Regions from separate parts of the Capra hircus genome. Here region 2 is linked to region 1. The links are chromatin contacts, called in public Hi-C maps. All regions are on one chromosome and are shown on one strand. The core of a region is the stretch at or near the end of the contact, and the rest is flanking DNA. Distances in the headings are between cores, read along the strand shown. Region 1 overlaps C2CD3 (C2 domain-containing protein 3). Region 2 overlaps DNAJB13 (dnaJ homolog subfamily B member 13).

Region 1 (5,666 bases), core at 2,988-5,487:
GACACCACCCTATGGCATAAAGCAAAGAACTAAAAAGCCTCTTGATGCAAGTGAAAGAGGAGAGTGAAAAAGCTGGCTTAAAGCTCAACATTCAGAAAATGAAGATCATGGCATCTGGTCCCATCGCTTCATGGCAAATAGATGGGGAAACAATGGAAACAGTGGCAGACTTTATTTTTTTGGGTTCCAAAATCACTGCAGATGGTGATTGAAGCCATGAAATTGAAAGATGCTTTCTCCTTGGAAGGAAAGTTATGACCAACCTAGACAGTATATTCAAAAGCAGAGACATTCCTTTGCCAACAAAGGTCCATCTAGTCAAAGTTGTGGTTTTTCCAGTAGTCATGTTTGGATGTAAGAGTTGGACTATTAAGAAAGTTGAGCATCAAAGAATTGATGCTTTTAAACTGTGGTGTTGGTGAAGACTCTTGAGAGTCATTTGGACTGCAAGGAGATCCAACCAGTCCTTCCTAAAGGAAATCAATCCTGAATATTCATTGGAAGGACTGATGCTGAAGCTGAAACTCCAATACTTTGGCCACCTGATATGAAGAATTGACTCACTGGAAAAGACCCTGATGCTGGGAAAGATTGAAGGTGGGAGGAGAAGGGGATGACAGGGGATGAGATGGTTGGATGGCATCACTGACTCAATGTCCATGAGTTTGAGTAAACTCCAGAAGTTGGCGATGGAACGGGAGGCCTGGAATGCTGTAGTCCATGGGGTCACAGAGTCGGACACCACTGAGTGTCTACACTGAACTGATTTATTTGGCCCTACTGGGTCTTAGTCACGGCATATGGGCCCTTTAGTTGCAGCATATGAACTCTTACTTGTGGTATACAGGATCCAGATCCCTGACCAGGGACTGAACCTGGGCCCCCTGGATCGGAAGTATGGCGTCTTAGCCACTGGACCACCAGGGAAGTCCCAAATTCTCCTTCTTAGCTGAGCACTTGTTATGTGCTGGAACAATGCTCTGTGGTGGGGGTACAGAGAAGAGTTCAGGCAGTGTGTGTATGCAGAGGAATGCACAGCCTAGTGGAGGAAAACTCATGTCTGCAAGTAATGGAAACAGACTGCTATGTGCTACAACATGGAGCTAGCAGACAAAGGACAAAGCACCAATTCTATCAACATATAGGGAGAGATGGAGGAAGGCTGCAAAGCCTTGATGAAAACGGAAGTTTGTTTAGAGGACAAAATAAGGAAGAACATCCAAAGTAGAGACAGGAATGAGCAATGGAGGCAAGCGAAGCCATGCTGTTTATACAAACAGTATTTCAGGCAGAGAAAACAGCAAGGCAAAGGCCCTGAGGGGAAGAAGAGCATGTGTGCAGAAGCAATAAAAAAGCCAGTGGCTGGAGTGGAGTGAGCAGAGCAGCAGCTTCCAAGAGAGGAGGTCATAAAGATAATGGAGTCAGATCATGTGGGGCCTTACAACCATTTAAAAGGCTCTGGTTTTTACTTTAAATGAGATGGAAAGGCATTGGTGGGTTTTAAGTAGATGTGTGTCAAGATCTATTTAAGTTTTTATAAGCTCACTGGCTTCTGTACTGACAACAGACTAAAGGGGAATGAGCCAGAAAAACAGAAGGTGGTACTCAGACTGAACATGATAATATAAGAGGATCTGTAATAGTGATTGGGCTTGGCATGGTGGAGGGCATAGGGTCTGACCTTGGGTTAAGGGGTGAGTAGGGTAGAGGGCTTCCCCAGTGGCTCACATGGTAATCTGCCTACAACAGGGGAGGTCTGGGTTCAGTCCCCAGGTCAGGAGGATCTCCTGCAGAAGGGAACAGCAACCCACTCCAGTATTCTTGCCTGGAGAATCCCATGGACAGAGGAGCCTGGTGGGCTACAGTCTTTGGGGTTGTAAAGAGCATGACTTATGCGACTCAACATTAGCAGCAACAGGGTAGAGGATAAACTGCTAGACAAGGTCAAGGAACTAAGTTGCTAATAACAGTTAAAACAGCAACATTTGCAAGTGATTTATTCACTTATATTCCTATGTGCTTTCTTAAGAGAAAAAGAAAAGAGCAGAATTGTGGTTAATAAACTGAAGACTGTACCCAAGGAAGTTTTATGTTATCTGAGCATCACAAATTATGTGGACTGCAATGGAGAAAGGTTTGGTTTGAGAATTGCTTTTCTAAGGTGAACTTACTTGGCTGCTGCTTGTAAACCACAGGCTCTGATAATCTGGACTGAGATGGAGACAGTTCGGGCAGCGAGAACTCCCTCTGCTGTCCTTGGAGTACGCCTGTACCTTAGGCCCACATCCAGTAAACCTGAAGAATGAGGGTGAAAGGAAAAATCAAATGGTTGGTTGAAATAATCTTCTGTTCAACCAAATCCTAAATCCTAGTCAGGAAGGAAGGAAGAGGTTAAACACTATAATCCTAATGAACAGTAAGGGGCCTCAGCAGTGAAACAATCTGTCTATGGTCAGAATCACATTATATTTTTGTACTTTAGGATTAATAAAGCAGAATAGAAGTCACAATTTTCACTTTATATCTATGAAAACTATGGTTCAGAGATTCAACTGCTTGTAAAAATCACATAACTAACAGAGGCAGAACGTAATCCCAGTTATTTTTATAGAATCGAGATGGACTCTAACCTTTGTTTTTTACAATCTTTAAAAGGTTTTCACAATCACACATTTCTATCACCCTCCTACTACCACCACCTGAAACACCTTCACATGCCATCTTTTAATAAGAATTCTCCTGGACTTCCCCGGTATTCCAGTGGTTGGGAATCTACTTGTCAAGGCAGGGGACATGAGTTTGATCCCTGGTCCAGGAAGATTTCATGTGCTGCAGGGCAACTAAGCCCAAGTACTATAACCACTGAGCCCATGTGCCCTAGAGCCTATGCTCTGCAACAAGAGGGCCCACACACCTTAACAAAGAGTAGCCCCCACTTGCTGAAACTAGAGAAGAAGTCCACATAGTAATGAAGACCCAGTGCAGCCAAAAATAAAAATAAACATTGTATTTAAATTACTTATTTTTGATTGCACTGGTCTCAGCTGCTGCATATGGACTTTCTCTAGTGGTAGAGAGTAGGGGCTCCTCTTAGTTATGGTGTGCATGCTTCTCATTGCGGAGGCTTCCCTTGTTGCGGAGCACAGGCTCTAGGTTCACGGGCTTCAGTAGTTGCAGCAGGGGGGCTCAGCAGTCCCGGCTCTTGGGCTCTACTTGCTCTACAGCATGTGGAATCTTCCTGGACTAGGGATCAAACCCATATCCTCTGCACTGGCAGGTGGATTCTTATCTCTTGTGCCACCAGAGAAGTCCCCAGGGAAAGCTTTAAGGAACAGAACAAGCTGATCAGTGAGGGTAAGGAGGAACAACTCAATCTAACAAGATAAAGCCTTTGTTTGGGCAGATACTCTCCAGTAAGAGGGAAGAGTAACTTGATTTATGAGGTTCATTCTAGTTATTCATGATGTATTAGAAGGATAGGTCATCTTGCTGGAACCATTAGGATAGAATTCAAAACTCCAATTCTAACTAATCCCTTCTAACTTTAAATCCTGACTCTCTCTTCCCTCACAGTGAATTTCCACTTCATGCTATTTTCTTCCAATCCTACATCATGTTGCCTTAGAATAATAATTTTCCGAGTATACCTACATAATACTTGGGATTTGTGTCTTGAGGGCTTGTCAAATGCTACTGAAGTTAAAGGTGAGATAAGCAACATTTATGTACACAATCTACATAACTATGAATTTTCTAAAATTATATTCAAAATTTGCAGTATGTATTCTATTCACTTTCTAAGAGAAGGTACCTCAGTTTTTATCAAATTCTGAAAAGGTAAGTACCACAAAATGTGAAGAATCACTAATTTAGAGGGAAAAGGGATATTCACATATCCTACCTTTGAAAGCGAAAGGTAAACATCTTCAATTACCTGATGACTGGTTCCTCAGTTCTTTCCTATTCTCAAGCCTGGGGGTTAAAGGGAGATTAAAGGTCTGTATGCCACCATCCTCACGGTGCTGCATGGTTACCATGGCACAGATCCTCGATAATGGCAAGGTTCCTTTGGCGACCATCTGGTCTCTCACATTAGGATAATAGTATCTGTAAGCCACAAAAGCACAAGCTGTCGTCAGCTCAAAGAATTAGGTGGACGAATGATTCAGTCTGTTCCAGGGATAAGCTTTCAGTATCTAGTTTTCTTTGGAGCCCGACTGTTCTATATTTGTGGTATGCAGCTGTGGTTGTGTCTGGCTGGATTTACTGCCCATAACCTGCAGGAGGAGCCCCATAAATTATACTCTGTGTTCAAGACAAAGCCCAGCTTCTCACAGGTTTTCGGTTGAGGACTCAGCATCTGGCTTTGCCCTTTGGGAGTAACCGCTCCTGACAACATCCATCCTGCAGCACAAGTGGTTCTGTGCCATGAGTGGGATTATTATTTCACAAAGGCTAGTCTTCTGGTGGTGGGAAGAACAGATTACAAGAAATGAGTCTAGAAGTGAAGAGACCAGTTAGGAGGGTATTACAGTAATTGAGGCATGATATAGCAAGGGCCTGAACAACGTAAGGCAAAAAGAGAAGCAGAAGAAAGGTGACTAATACATGTTAAGTGACAGTAGGAGATAAAAATGAAAACTTCTCTTCCAAATATAAGTAGTGGTTAGAAGCAAGAGATACAAAGTGCCCCCAAAAGCCTAATAATTTAACAGATTATGGTAAAAGCTGGATAAGAGTCACTACCAAAATCCTAAATAATATTAAACAGGGCAGAAGGGGTCACTTTGCTTACAGTTCAACCAGGGCTAATTAACGGAAGGATGCTCTATGACTGTGCACTTCTTTCCCAGGCACAGGAATGGATTATCCATACTGTACCTGCACCAGATTTCAAACTGGACTCCACCTCCAGGGACAAGCCCATGTGCAGAGAAGGCGCTAAGCAGGAGCCTTTGCACTGGAACCTCAGCTGGCAACAGGAGGGAGTGATGGTGTCCACTGTTAAAGACGGGGTCTGGAACACAGAGCGTGGCTGCAGATCTAAAAGGCTTCAGGGTGATTCCTTTGGAAAAGAAAAGAAGTTCAGAAAAATTCAACACATCATTAAGTGCCTTAAATATAATAAGAGAGAATGTTAATATCCAGTATTATTCAATTGTATCCTCATAATAGACTGTAGCCCCCTAGGCTTCTTTGTCCACGGAATTCTCCAGCCAAGAATACTGGAGTGGGTAGCCATTCCCTTCTCCAGGGGAAAAGAAAGCAGGTATTTCTCCTGTTACACAGATGAGGATATGGCTACCTTGAAGTTACACAGTCAATCCAAAGGTCTTAGAGCTAGTACGTCATAGACTTGGAACCAGAATCTGTATCTTCTGACTGCTTTACTCCTACCAAGGTCCACTTCCTTAGTAGCTATGGTCGCCTAAGGTGCCATGATAATACAGAAGAAATTCCTTTGTTGGTGGACAGTGTGTGTGAGCTCCAGCACTTTATTTTCTTTACTTTCTTACCAACACTTATTAATCTATTTAAAAAAAATATATACAGCCATCTCAGCGAGTATGAAGTGGTACCTTGCTATTGTTTTGATCTTTATCTCCCAAGTGACTAATCATTTTAACCATCTTTTCATGTGCTTATTAGCCATTTCTATATAGAGG
Region 2 (5,723 bases), core at 494-2,993, 100 kb before region 1:
AGCCGTCCCTGACCTCTCTCTGAGCTGCCACCGCTGGGTTCCCTTTATCTCAGTCTTGAGGATTCACTGTGTCCCTGCTTCCCCCAGACTGGAAGCCCTGGTGGGTAGGGGCCAGTCTGATTCCTCTGTTCCTCTGTCGAACTCCCACAGGAGTTCCAGCAGAGTTCTGGGGCTTAATGAAGCGTGGCAGGACAGTCTTGCAGGCAGTACTCTGACCCCAACCCAGTATGCTGCCCTCCAGCTGTGTTGATCTACTTGGGCTGCAAAGTAATGGCAAGGGGAGGGTGATGGGCAGGGAGTGGGTGTGTGCAGTCATTGGGGTAGGTTTCTTTCTAAGGCCAAAATGGAAAGGCCCTTCCAGAAAAAACTGGTCTAATCTCCTTGTTGTTCAGATGAAGATTTGGAGACAATAGAGAAAGGAACTTGGCCAAGGTCCATAGCCAATTAGTCCTTGTCACCCCTTGGCCTCCCCTGCCCAGGGTCCCAACATCATCCCAGCCGACATCATCTTCATTGTAAAAGAGAAGCTACACCCTCGCTTCCGCAGGGAGAATGACAACCTGTTTTTTGTGAACTCCATCCCCTTGGGCAAGGTGAGTGGGCACAGTGGAGGAGCAAAGGGTGGGCAGATCACCTGGGCTCCACCAACCCCTTTACCTCCCTCTATCATAACATATATCAATGTCACTCTTTTCTCCCAGACTGTGAACTCCTGAAGGTAGGTAATTGCTCAGCTCACTCACCTGTTAGTCCTTGAACATCCTTTTGTCTCCTTGAGGTCCAGCTTAGAGCCTGGCATCAGATAGTCTCATAAAGTACCTTCCAAACAAAATGGACATAGGGACCACTCCCACTTTTGGCCTTCATGTCCCCTAGGCTCTGACCTGCTGCACTGTAGAGGTGAAGACCCTAGATGACCGTCTGCTCAACATCCCCATCAATGACATAGTCCAGTGAGTCCATTTACTTGGGCCCCAATAGACGGGAGAAGGGCTTCCTGGTCCTTAGAGGCTTGCCTGGTACAGTTGTTCAGGTGGCACCCAGTTCAAGGGGGTGAGAGGGATCGAAATCCAGCCCCCATTCTGGCCAAGCTGTGGGCTGCATTCATTTGACAAATGGAGTGCCTTTTTTACTTGTATGAAGTCATCGTGGAGGCTAGAGGCCCCCATTGTTAGGAAATCCCTGTTGTCCTCATCCTCTAGAATTTCCAGAACTCTAAGCTGCATCCCCCAAGCCCCTTCCCCAGTCCTCTGTGTGGGAAGCTTGGCAACCAAGCACTCCCCACTCCAACCCAGGGTCTGCTCACTTTCCTTCCCTCCTTGTCCTGGTTTCCATCTAAATGAGATTCCTGGAATCCTCTGGAATCAGAGACTCAGTGTAAATGGATTTCCAGGGAGCAAGCTGTCTGGAACAAGCCAGTCTCCTCTCCCCTGCCACTGGTTCTAGAAGCTGGTGACTGCTGCATGCCTGAGGTGAGCAGGGGCAGATGTCTGGCTCTCGTGCCCTCTGAGTTCCCTTCTTTCATCTTCCCCTATCTCAGCCCCAAGTACTTCAAGAAGGTGCCAGGGGAGGGGATGCCACTGCCGGAGGACCCCACCAAGAAGGGGGACCTCTTCATTTACTTCGACATCCAGTTCCCCACCCGCCTCACACCCCAGAAGAAGCAGATGCTGCGCCAAGCGTTGCTGACATAACGTAATTCGTAACTCGGGTGGGCTGGAGGCTGAGCAAGGGAAGGGGAAAGTGAGCGGGGCCTGACCCCACCCCTACCCAGCCTCAGGGTGTGCAGGGGAGCCTGCCCACTGCACAGACAGGACATGAGGACTGGATGGCATGGGACTTTTGAACTGACACAATAAAGTTTTATTTCCTATCCTCCAGCTACACCCAGGAGAGTTATGTGTTAGATGGAGAAGAGCTTTATACAGCCCTTCTCGTGGAGCAGAGGCAAGGGCGGGGCCCAAGAAATTGAGGAGCTGGGACCCCATCCTATGTGAGCCTGGCCAGGTCTCTTAGGGTTCAGAGCCTCTGTGCTCCCACCTTGATAGTGAGGTGCATGAGGCATCATCTTTGAGGGTCCCCAGATCTATTTCTCATGACACAAGCTCTTTGGAAGAGCAGTCTCTAGTGTGATACAGTCACAGTGTACTCAGGAAAACTGAAGCACAGAGAGCAAAACACTTGTCCCAGGTCACACAGGGCTCAGTGGCAAAGCTACATCAGAACCTTGAAGGCCACTTCTCACAACTTCACTCTGCTTAGAGGCAGCGCAAAGGACACAGTGCCAGAAATGGCTTAGGTTTCTGCCTTGCCAGTCTCCATTGCTGGTTCTGTGCAGTGGGTCCTGAGCTAGAACTAGGCAGGTTCTTAGAACTGGGCTCTGCTTCTAATCCTGCCCCTGCCCCTTTGGACATTATTATCCATCTTGCTGGTAAAGCAGAACCCATAACCCTCCTCAGGCTGCTCACTGATGTGAAAGTGCTTGGTGAACTCATGGCATAGGTATCAGGGTTACAGCATTGCTGCCAATATGGCCTATGGGAGTGCCAGCCTCCAGGCCCACCTGGGCTTGTGCAGACCACACCTGCTTCCCCAGTCTGCCTTCTGTGCCCAGGGAGGCACCCCTCACTGAAGTCTGGGCTTGGGCTAGGAGAGATTCAAGCTTATGACAGAGAGGGTGGCCACTTACATGGAATGACTTAAGAGACACCAGAGGGAATTCCCTGGTGGTCCAGTGGTTAGGACTCTCTGCTTTCTCTGTCAAGAGTGAGGGTTCAAAAAAAAAAAAAAAAAGTGAGGGTTCAATCCCTGGTTGGAGGACTAAGATCCCATAAGCCTCGCAGTGCAGCCCCTTCCCCGCCTCAAAAAAAACGAGGTGGGCCAAAAGAGGGCCCCATAGAATAGATATTGCTTCGATTCCACCATTCAAAATATCATATTAGCTTAAGCCATTTCAAGCCATCAGGGAGAAAGCTGCAGACCTTGAGATGTAGAATCTGACCCACGGTTCACTAAATAATGTGGGCTTTGGAGTTAGGTACACCCCCAGGAGTTCTTGCCAGCTGTGTGCCTTTGAGCAAATCACTTCACCTCTTTGAAGCTGTTTATGATCCCTATCTTGCAGGCCAAGGATTCCACACCTTACTTCTGAGCTGAAGTCTTATAGTCCCCAAGGACAGGGTTAGGTTATGAGTAGAAACCAGAGGAGTGGAGCAGACTCTGCCGTGAGGCAGGACCTAGGTGGAGAGGTGGTACTAGGTGCCCTGGTTTGACAGCGAGTGGGTGAGGACCTGCCTGGTAAAACTCTGGCAGTCTAGCTCTCCTCTAGGCCAGCAGTAGGGCCTGCTCCTAACCTCTGCCTCGTGGTGATTCTCAAGGAAGCCTGGTTTCAGGCCTGATGAGAGCCATTTAGGAGATCGTTATTAGGTCAGTGTGGTCTTCAGTGCTGCGTGTCTGGTATTCTACAGGCAGTGAGGGAGGAGTTACTGCGGCCTACTGGTATGCTGGTCAGTGTTCCTACAACCTCTCCCAGTTCCTGTCTCAGGATCATTCCTAGAACAATGAAGTCTGGTGGTCTCATGCCCAAGCGAGTGTCTGAAACACAAGACTGTTCCATGAGCCAGCTGACAAACACGCCTGGGGCAACAAACTGCCCCTCGGTTTCCTCTGGTGCAAAACAGTGAATAGCCTGTTTCACAGGATTAATGTGAGAATTAGGGTGCATTAAGCACACTGACTGGATCCCCTGTTTAGGCTGACCCCTTGCCACCCTGGCTTGATTCATGACACCCAACCTTGTCCCTCCTGGGGACTGACACCTCAGCTCAAGTGAGGAATCCTGGGCCCTCTTTCCTTCTCCACAACCCTAACATGTGGGACCCCTTGCCTGAGCACTGAAGGGCCCAGCCTCCAACTCTGACTACTGGGGAAGGCCTGGTAGTACCAGCTGGCTGAAGCAGGAAGGTCTCTGGGCCTGGATCCACAGCCACCTAACAGGACTCCTGAAGGACCCCAGCACCAGCTCCCCAGCACTGGTACACAGGGGGAGGGAGGAATCTGGTTCCCAGACTCAGTTCAGCTGCAGATCTCCTATGTGTCCTTGGCTGCGTGACCTGTCCCAGCCTTCAGCTTCTTCAGACATCTATAAAATGGGCCTGGATGGCTTAATTCCAAGGGCCCAGCTGTACATGAGATGCCTTGAGATAAGGGGAACCTCAGAGTCCCCAAACCCTTGAAACAGAATAGCTCTGCCCATCTGTTTTCCTGACTGAGGCCAGGTAGCAGGAAGAGGGGCAGGGAGGCTGACACCCTTGCTTGTCATCACCTCCCTGCCTGGGATCTCTAGCCTGGGGTGAGGGTGAAACTAAATGGAAAGACTCCTCAGGCTGAGGCTGGGTGTCTGCTCTGCAGCCTGCTGTAGGCCATGCTGCCCCCTAAGGGTGTGACTGTGGAGGATGGACTTGCCCTCACTAGGCCTGGGACTTGGGGGAGGTGGGTTTCCCACTTGTAAAGTGGAATAAAATTAGTCACAGCATCCAAGATCCCCAAGTTCCTCTAAATCTTCCAAGCAGCACAGGAGATGGAGGGCAAACAGGAACACTCATTCTGCAGAATAACACGCCCAGGGCCTACTGAGGGGTTGGAGGCAGGTGCTGGAGTACCAGGAGCTGGTGAGTGAAAGCTCAAGTGGTCTGGCGAGAGAGCCAGGCAACTGTGGACTCCAGGCCGCTCCTTCACTTCCCATCTCAGCCCTGGCCTGGTCTGGAGACGGAGGTGGACCAGATGGTCTCCAACCAGAGCGGACTGCTGGAGAAAGACAGGCCCGCCCCCCTTTTCAAGTCAGGTGGCTCCTCCCCTGCCCACCAGGTGCCAAAAGGGCCCAGTAGACCAAGACCTGTGGTGATAGAGAGGGAGGAGACGCCAAGGTTGAGCTTGTTTTATGGGTGACGTGCTAGTTGGGCTCGGGGGCAGGAAGCAGGATGAAGAGTCAGGCTGAGGGCTTTCTAGGGGACTGGGGGCTTGAGATCCTGGATAATGCCAGGCTTTCCACAGTGTCAGCTGGGGTCAACTCCACCTGGACTGTGAGAGGCTATGGGGAGCTGAGGGGTGAGAATGTGGGGAGGGGGAAGGGAGGTGGTGGGAGAGGGAGCAGAAGAGAGGGATGGGAAGAGAGGGAAGGGGAGAAGGGGAGGAAGAAAAAGGAAGCGGGGCCAGGCTGCAGCTGGAGCCAATGCTGATCGGGTCAGCAGGTGCTCAGAAGGGAGCCTCCCGGGAAGCGCGGGCAGCCATGAGGGCCCGCTTCAGCTGCTCGTAGGTGACGAACATCACCACGTTCCAGGATCCCAAGCGGAGAAAGGAGGGCATGAACCTAGAGGGGGAGAAAACACAGGTCATCTCTAGTGCACCCTGGCATCCTGACAGATGCTCTGCCTCCCAGGAAGTCAGGATGGCCCAAGAAATGGAGCTGTGGGCAACAGTCTCCTGGGAGTCTCCGTTCTAACACCCATAAAACAGGCATGACAGCAGCTCCAGGAGGGAGGAGTTAAGAGCATGAGAATGCCAGGACCAGGATCAGAAACTGTTGACATGTGGTTGCCACTCAGGCCCAGTGGTTCTCATTTGTGTGACAGGTACGGGGGGGCAGGAGGCCTGGAACTTGGGGGGACAGGTCAGAGGCTCACCCTTTGTAGAAGGCTTGGGGTCCCTCCTTCTGGAGCATGGTG

The links. A called contact is a pair of places that touch in the nucleus more often than the background predicts.
Region 2: a Hi-C map of blood shows a contact between it and region 1, with 3 times the contacts expected there. The contact joins two enhancer-like sites. A contact is called at or near these places in 3 of 5 Hi-C or Micro-C datasets (all in blood).

Annotation. Positions count from the first base shown.
Region 1 is chr15:29,517,927-29,523,592 of ARS1.2, reverse strand. It overlaps C2CD3 (C2 domain-containing protein 3), which reads right to left. Exons shown (of 31, transcript XM_018059360.1): 18 at 4,882-5,065; 19 at 3,935-4,107; 20 at 2,172-2,295. Among named protein-coding and RNA genes, the nearest start is that of C2CD3, 61 kb to the right of the region's middle. Within about 2 kb of position 4,237, at least 1 of the 5 cell types and tissues checked has an H3K27ac peak or open chromatin away from gene starts, as enhancers often do.
Region 2 is chr15:29,620,156-29,625,878 of ARS1.2, reverse strand. It overlaps DNAJB13 (dnaJ homolog subfamily B member 13), which reads left to right. Exons shown (of 8, transcript XM_005689963.2): 6 at 480-593; 7 at 877-953; 8 at 1,541-1,876. The coding sequence ends at 1,694. UCP2 (uncoupling protein 2) reads right to left here. Exons shown (of 6, transcript NM_001314147.1): 5 at 5,682-5,723; 6 at 5,229-5,368. The coding sequence ends at 5,254. Among named protein-coding and RNA genes, the nearest start is that of UCP2, 5.1 kb to the right of the region's middle. Within about 2 kb of position 1,743, at least 1 of the 5 cell types and tissues checked has an H3K27ac peak or open chromatin away from gene starts, as enhancers often do.